Regions from separate parts of the Danio rerio genome. Here region 1 is linked to region 2. The links are chromatin contacts, called in public Hi-C maps. All regions are on one chromosome and are shown on one strand. The core of a region is the stretch at or near the end of the contact, and the rest is flanking DNA. Distances in the headings are between cores, read along the strand shown. Region 1 overlaps dgkh (diacylglycerol kinase, eta). Region 2 holds the start of dgkh (diacylglycerol kinase, eta).

Region 1 (3,139 bases), core at 195-2,694, 130 kb after region 2:
CACTGGAGTTCAACAACAAGCGTGAGGAGCATCCGGAGAAATGCAGGTACTTTACGAATTTAGCAGGAATTTAGTTTTATACCGAAACAGTAACAGGGATTAACTAGTTTACTTCTGACTATGCAGGAGTCGCACTAAAAACATGATGTGGTATGGTGTTCTGGGGACAAAAGAGTTGCTGCAGAGGACTTATAAGAACCTGGAACAGAAAGTTCAGCTGGAGGTGAGCTGAATTAAATGTTTTTTTAACACCATATCACACATGGATTAAATATTATATTATATTATATTATATTATATTATATTATATTATATTATATTATATTATATTATATTATATTAGAGCTGAACAAAGCAATTAAAAAATAAAATTCAATTAATATGTGAAAAAATATCATAGATTTCTTATATAATATATTTAAACTTAGTCAATTCACAAAATAGTGATAGTAAGGTAATCTTAGAAAATTAATACTAAATAAAACAGATATATATGGGGCAAATGTTGAACCAATTTGTGCGTATGGTACTTTTATTTTACATTAATAAATATGGAAACGGTTGATCATCTGTTGGTTATTAACTTGTGTAACAAGGTTTAAACAGTCCATTAATGTATTTTACTTTGTGTATTAATTTAAAGCAAGTTTCTTGAATGTCAAAATATATGAAAGGTTCTTGTTCTTTACTATTCTTTTACATATGATTGCAATCAATATTTGATCTATTTTAAACTCAGGGTATTCACAGTGTCTTAAAATGTCTTACTTTTCTAAAACAAAATTTTAGGCCTTAAAAAGTCTTAAATTCACTGTAGTTATGTCTTTTAGGTCTTAAATCATTTTAAACGGGTGCTAATTTTCCTTGTTTATAACACATCCAATCACCAACAGCACATCTCAAAACTATTCATAACTAATATTATAACAGTCTGTTGTGAATACATTTAGTGTATCTATGAATACAACTAAGGTCTGCTTATGCACCATGGTGTGACGCAACTGACTCTTAAAGGGAATGAGAGATGAGACTCTGATGTGTTTAATGCATGTTCTGGCTCCTCATGGTTGTTTGATTTGGTTTTTGCAGTGTGATGGCCAGTATATCCCACTCCCAAGTCTCCAAGGAATTGCTGTGCTGAACATCCCAAGCTATGCTGGGGGAACCAACTTCTGGGGCGGCACCAAAGAGGATGATGTAAGTCCTGGTGGTGGAGGTCATGAGGGCCTTTTCACTTCAAACAGCATTTTACATCCTGACCCTGAGCTCTGCAACCCTGTTTGAAGCCAGTTATGAGATGAAATATGACACTGTGTGTAGAGGAAATGATGTGGAGTTGTGTAATTAAAGCGTATGAGCTGGTCCTGGGTTGAGTGGTGTTGTCTAACATGCAGCTGGCTCCGAACAAAACCTTCTGAACCCGGGTGACACGAGTCTTTGTTCACAACAAGTGGCCTATTGGCAGCTTGTTTGTTTTAGCTCACATGGCCTCGTTCAGAATGAGGTTACCTCCGGACGTGGTTTGTGTTCTTCATGGTAGAGTTACAGAGGGACAGAGTGCCTGTGATCCTAGACAGGACGTTCAGGACTCAGAAATGTCCTCGTGTTCTCTAAGAAAGATGGAAAAGTGTTTAAAGGGTCATATTATGGATTTTTGGCAATTACCTTTCATGCAGTGTATAACACAGCTTGATGAAACCATTCTATCTATCTACTATCTATCTATCTATCTATCTATCTATCTATCTATCTATCTATCTATCTATCTGTCTGTCTGTCTGTCTGTCTGTCTGTCTGTCTGTCTGTCTGTCTGTCTGTCTGTCTGTCTGTCTGTCTGTCTGTCGGTCCGTCCGTCCGACCGACCGACCGACCGACTGTCCGTTCGTCTGTCTATCTACCCATCTGTCTATGCTTCTATCTATCTGTCTGTCTATGCATCTATCTATTCGTCTATCTATCTATTTATCTATCTATATATCGATCTATCTGTCTGTCTGTCTGTCTGTCCGTCCGTCCGTCCGTCCGTCCGTCCGTCCGTCCGTCCGTCCGTCCGTCCGTCCGTCCGTCCATCCATCCATGTACATAATTATCTATGTACTGTATCCATCCATCCATCCATCTATCTCACTCTAAAACTTGTATGCACTATTATGATTTGCACTACACATCCACCTGACCAAAAGGACCATCAGTCAGCTGCTGTGTATATGATTATTGGAATATAATATTATTTTTTTGCTTATTTTTTAGGGATATTCCTATTGAAATTTCAAAGCCAATGCTATGAAATTTCATTCTGTGTACACTAGTCAATGTGAATGACATTTAAGTCAAGTCAAGATGCATCGCTGCATTTGGACGTAAAGTGAATTTACACTTGAGCAACTTCAACACTACAATGTAATCTACAATGGTTGTGTATATTTGTCTGCCCTTGTCTTTAATCTACACCTCCCTTAACACCTAGGCTGCATCCAAAATCACCTACTACTTAGTAGGTACTGCATTTGAATTTAAATGTACTACTCGACTGTTGGAAAAGTACGTTCTATACTGTATGAATTGAACTTCAACGTACTACATGCAGTATAACATTTTGTCACATGACCTACCCCCATGACCTGTCAGTAGCGTCGCTTCACTCCCATTCATGAATTATGTTGTGGTGTACCATGGGATAGCGTAGTGTCCATCGGATGCGGACTTCACAATATTACCAGAAGAAGTTGTTAATTCGCATACAGATTTTAGCGTACTATATAGTATGTAAGTATGCAATTTTAGACTCTACCCTACTATAGATGCGCATGATGTAATCATTGTCACGGACATAACAATGGTGGCGTTTTCAAAAACCTTTACTTTAATGGTATTAAAGCGGCCTATTATTGTGGCCAGCCAGAGGCACACATGTGCAATAATCATGTTGTCTAATCAGCATCTTGATTTGCCACACCTGTGAGGTTGATGGATTATCTTAGGAAAGGGGAAGTGATGCACAGATTTAGACAAATGTGTCAACAATATTTGAGAGAGATAGACCTTTCAGTTTTAGATCCTTGAGTTTGGCTCATGAAAAATGGGAGCAAAAACAAAAGTGTTTTGTTTATAATTTTGAGAAAAATTAGCCAGTTATTTT
Region 2 (3,202 bases), core at 138-2,637:
TGTGACTTTATATCACATTTGCATTATTTTTAAAAAATGTTTCTTTCCTGTTAAAAATAAATATATTTCCAATCTGATATGTAATGGGGAGAGAAAAAAAGTAGCACGAGTTCAATTGATGGTGGATTCGAACCGATTTTATGATTAATCGCCTCAAAAGAGGATGCCGTGAGCCTTACAAGGTGCGCCACTGCGGCTGTATTGCTCAGATGCTCTTTACTCATCTTGTCTCTATTAATCAGGCATCGATGGGCGTAAACCCCGACTAGCTTAGTCCAACTAGATGAGCCTAAAAAGACACTCCGAAATTGTCTTTTTTTTCTCCCCCCTCGCAGGGGCCCCTAGTGCGCACGGGCCCCTGGGCCTGTGCCCATAAGGCCCATTGGTTAATCCGGCCCTGAATAAGCGGAACCTGGGAAATTAGGGGGGCCCGGCCAATGCCAAAATAATATATTACATTTTTTTTATATACATTTTTTTATCATATGTTGTAAAATCTGTCTAAAGCCATTAAGAGTTTAATGTTACACTTGAGCGCTGCATGGTATCCTAGTGGGAAGCACGTTCGCCTCACAGCAAGAAGGTAACTTAGCTGGTTCGAGCCTCAGCTGGGTCAGTTGACGTTTCTGTGTGGAGTTTGTATGTTCTCCCAGTGTTTGTGTAGATTTCTTCTGGGTACTCCAGTTTCCTCCACAAGTCTAAAGACATGCCGTAAGCTAAATTGTCTGAGGTGTGTGTGAATGAGGATGTTTCCCAGTAATGGGTTAAAGCTGGAAGGGCATCCACTGCGTAAAACATATGCTGGATAAGTTGGCAGTTCATTCCGCTGTGGTGACCCCAGATTAATAAAGGGATTGAGCCAAAAATGAAATGAATGAATGAATGTTAAACTTAATTTCAAAACCAGGGATAATGGAAAACCGTGAATAATGGAATGTTCGCTCCATGCTTCACATCCAAATATTAAAATCTAATCATAAATATGGCTAATTAACTGTTAGTTTGTGAACTTGTTTTTTTTTTTTTGTTGCGCATTTATTGTATTTAAATAATTAAGAAGTTTATTTACAAAATAAATCAGCAGAGAAATAAAAAATATCTATAGAAAAAGAGAGTGTTTTGAGTTTTAAGGGCATGATTAAAATTTGGTCAACACAATTTAAGCACAATTTTTGCTTAACTAAAATAACAAAATTAGAATAATATTTATATTGGTATGTCATGTTTGTAGCAAAAATAAACATGTCTTTCTAAACAGTCTTGCGTTTTTAAGCCAAGGCTTGTTTATTGTTTTTACGTCTTTGAAAAAGTGGGATAAAAAGCAGGTTCCGTGACGTCACAAATTGCGCTCCAATTCCTTATAGGGATCTGACATTTATCACGTGGAGAGAAGCAGGCTCAGCCTCTGGGAGACCCTGATAGAGTAGGGAGGAGTGGAGAAAGGGAAATAACACTCGGTGTAATAGACTTGAACCATATGCCCGATTATACGAGTAAAAGTAGCGCGTCATTTGTGCTGAAAGCGTGTGCGGACAGATCCTAAGCACGGGGACTAGGAGAATATGGAAGATGACTGCCAATATACTCGCAGCCCTGCCTGGGAAGAACTGGTCAGTACTGCTGAACATTTTCTATTCGGACAGACGTCAAAGAGATCCTGTATAACCTTACATACATGCAGATCACTGTTTATAGGCGTTAATTAGGGATTTTAGATCTGATTGTGGCTTATCGCGATGTGAATGCAAGATCGCTGCAGTGATACGCGAAGAATCTTCCATCTTCAGCTGAGTTCGGTCGCTCATTAGGGGAGTTTACATTCCTCTGTACAAACCGATGAACTTTATAACGGGACTGATTTAACGTTAGCCATTAGCCTTTAGGTTAGTCATGTAAATGTTAAGTTATATATAGCCAATTAAACTTATTAGTTGTCATTTTGTGTGTTTATTTTTGGAACACAGGAAGTTGTACTTTTTATTTAAAACGAATAAATCAGGAAACATAACTGTGACGTGGGTTTTCTCAGTGACATTTGCTATCAGCTGCTGTTAGCTATTCAAAGTTACAACGGGGAGGAAATGTGCCAACCGCAATGACCCATTTTCATGTGGATATAGTGGAAGCAAATTATACTCTTGTGTAGGCTATTTGGTGACAATAGCCCTTACATTTAGAGATGTTGGAAATTAGAGACAGTTAAAGCTCTTTAGTGACATTTTTATAAATGTAGGCTACTGAATGTGACGATTTGAACAACTGATCAATAAAAGCAATCAATAGGTTAGGTCAACTGTTTTAATTCCCAAGACACCAATTAAAGACTACTTGCCAGCAAAGCATATAGTCTTTATTACAATAATGTTATTCTATTTAATTGTAAATGTGTGCAATTATGTGCTTATTTTATTTCCATGGCAAAAATGTGTGAAAATAAGATAAGACAAAAATTATATGTTATTTTTTTAGAGAGAGAGATGTTATGCATCCTAATTATTATTTTAGCGTCTGCAGCAAATCAACAATCAACATCTATACTAAACTTATTGGCGAACTACTACCGACATGTAAATGTGTAATAAATTGATTACATTTACTTATGTTATGTTGTTCAGTTGTTATAATGTCACATCCTGCATTAAATAGCTCCAACCCTCAACTGTTGCTATGGTTACAGTCTCAAGCGGGGGATTCTTTCATTTATAGTGCAATGTTATATCGTTACTTTTCTAACTTATAATGTTTATATTTGTACATTAACAACATTTCAGTACAAGTCTGAGTGACAAAACGATATTTTTTTTACCGCAACGCATAGGGCCCAGATTATTTTCGACACTGTACATATGCTTATTATAACGTTAAATATATTCGACTAATGTTTTTAGCGTCTAGGTAGAGTCTTTCCTCTGACAGCACGTTGCTTTTAGAAAGCGCGTCAGTGTCCAAACTAGTCTATTTGACCAGGTTTTGAGGCTCCGTCTTCTTATGGCTATAATGTTACAGGAGAAACATCTGTTGCTGTATCCTCCTTGCTATAGTTTGTGAGATACCCGTCCGCCGCTAGGGTTTGCTACAGAGATTTCCTCCCGCTTCGAGCGTCTCTGCCCTCCGCCAGCCTTCATGCGGTCAGGAGAACCAGCCGTGTTCCGCCGTCAAAATGCACGCTTCAAGGCTAGGAAAGTTTCATCTAAAATCTCGG

Evidence for each region. Hi-C and Micro-C count contacts between places; a contact is called where the count stands out from the background.
Region 1: a Hi-C map of an unstated tissue shows a contact between it and region 2, with 3 times the contacts expected there. The contact joins the enhancer-like site here to the promoter of dgkh in region 2. A contact is called at or near these places in 3 of 18 Hi-C or Micro-C datasets (caudal fin, hematopoietic stem cells and an unstated tissue).

What each region holds. Positions count from the first base shown.
Region 1 is chr9:19,549,202-19,552,340 of GRCz12tu, forward strand. dgkh (diacylglycerol kinase, eta) reads left to right here. Exons shown (of 29, transcript XM_073912581.1): 20 at 1-46; 21 at 127-223; 22 at 1,090-1,197. It overlaps LOC137496463 (a long non-coding RNA gene), which reads right to left. Exons shown (of 3, transcript XR_011016810.2): 3 at 508-1,610. Among named protein-coding and RNA genes, the nearest start is that of akap11, 49 kb to the right of the region's middle. Within about 2 kb of position 1,445, at least 5 of the 62 cell types and tissues checked have an H3K27ac peak or open chromatin away from gene starts, as enhancers often do.
Region 2 is chr9:19,420,368-19,423,569 of GRCz12tu, forward strand. dgkh (diacylglycerol kinase, eta) reads left to right here and starts at 1,388. Exons shown (of 29, transcript XM_073912581.1): 1 at 1,388-1,610.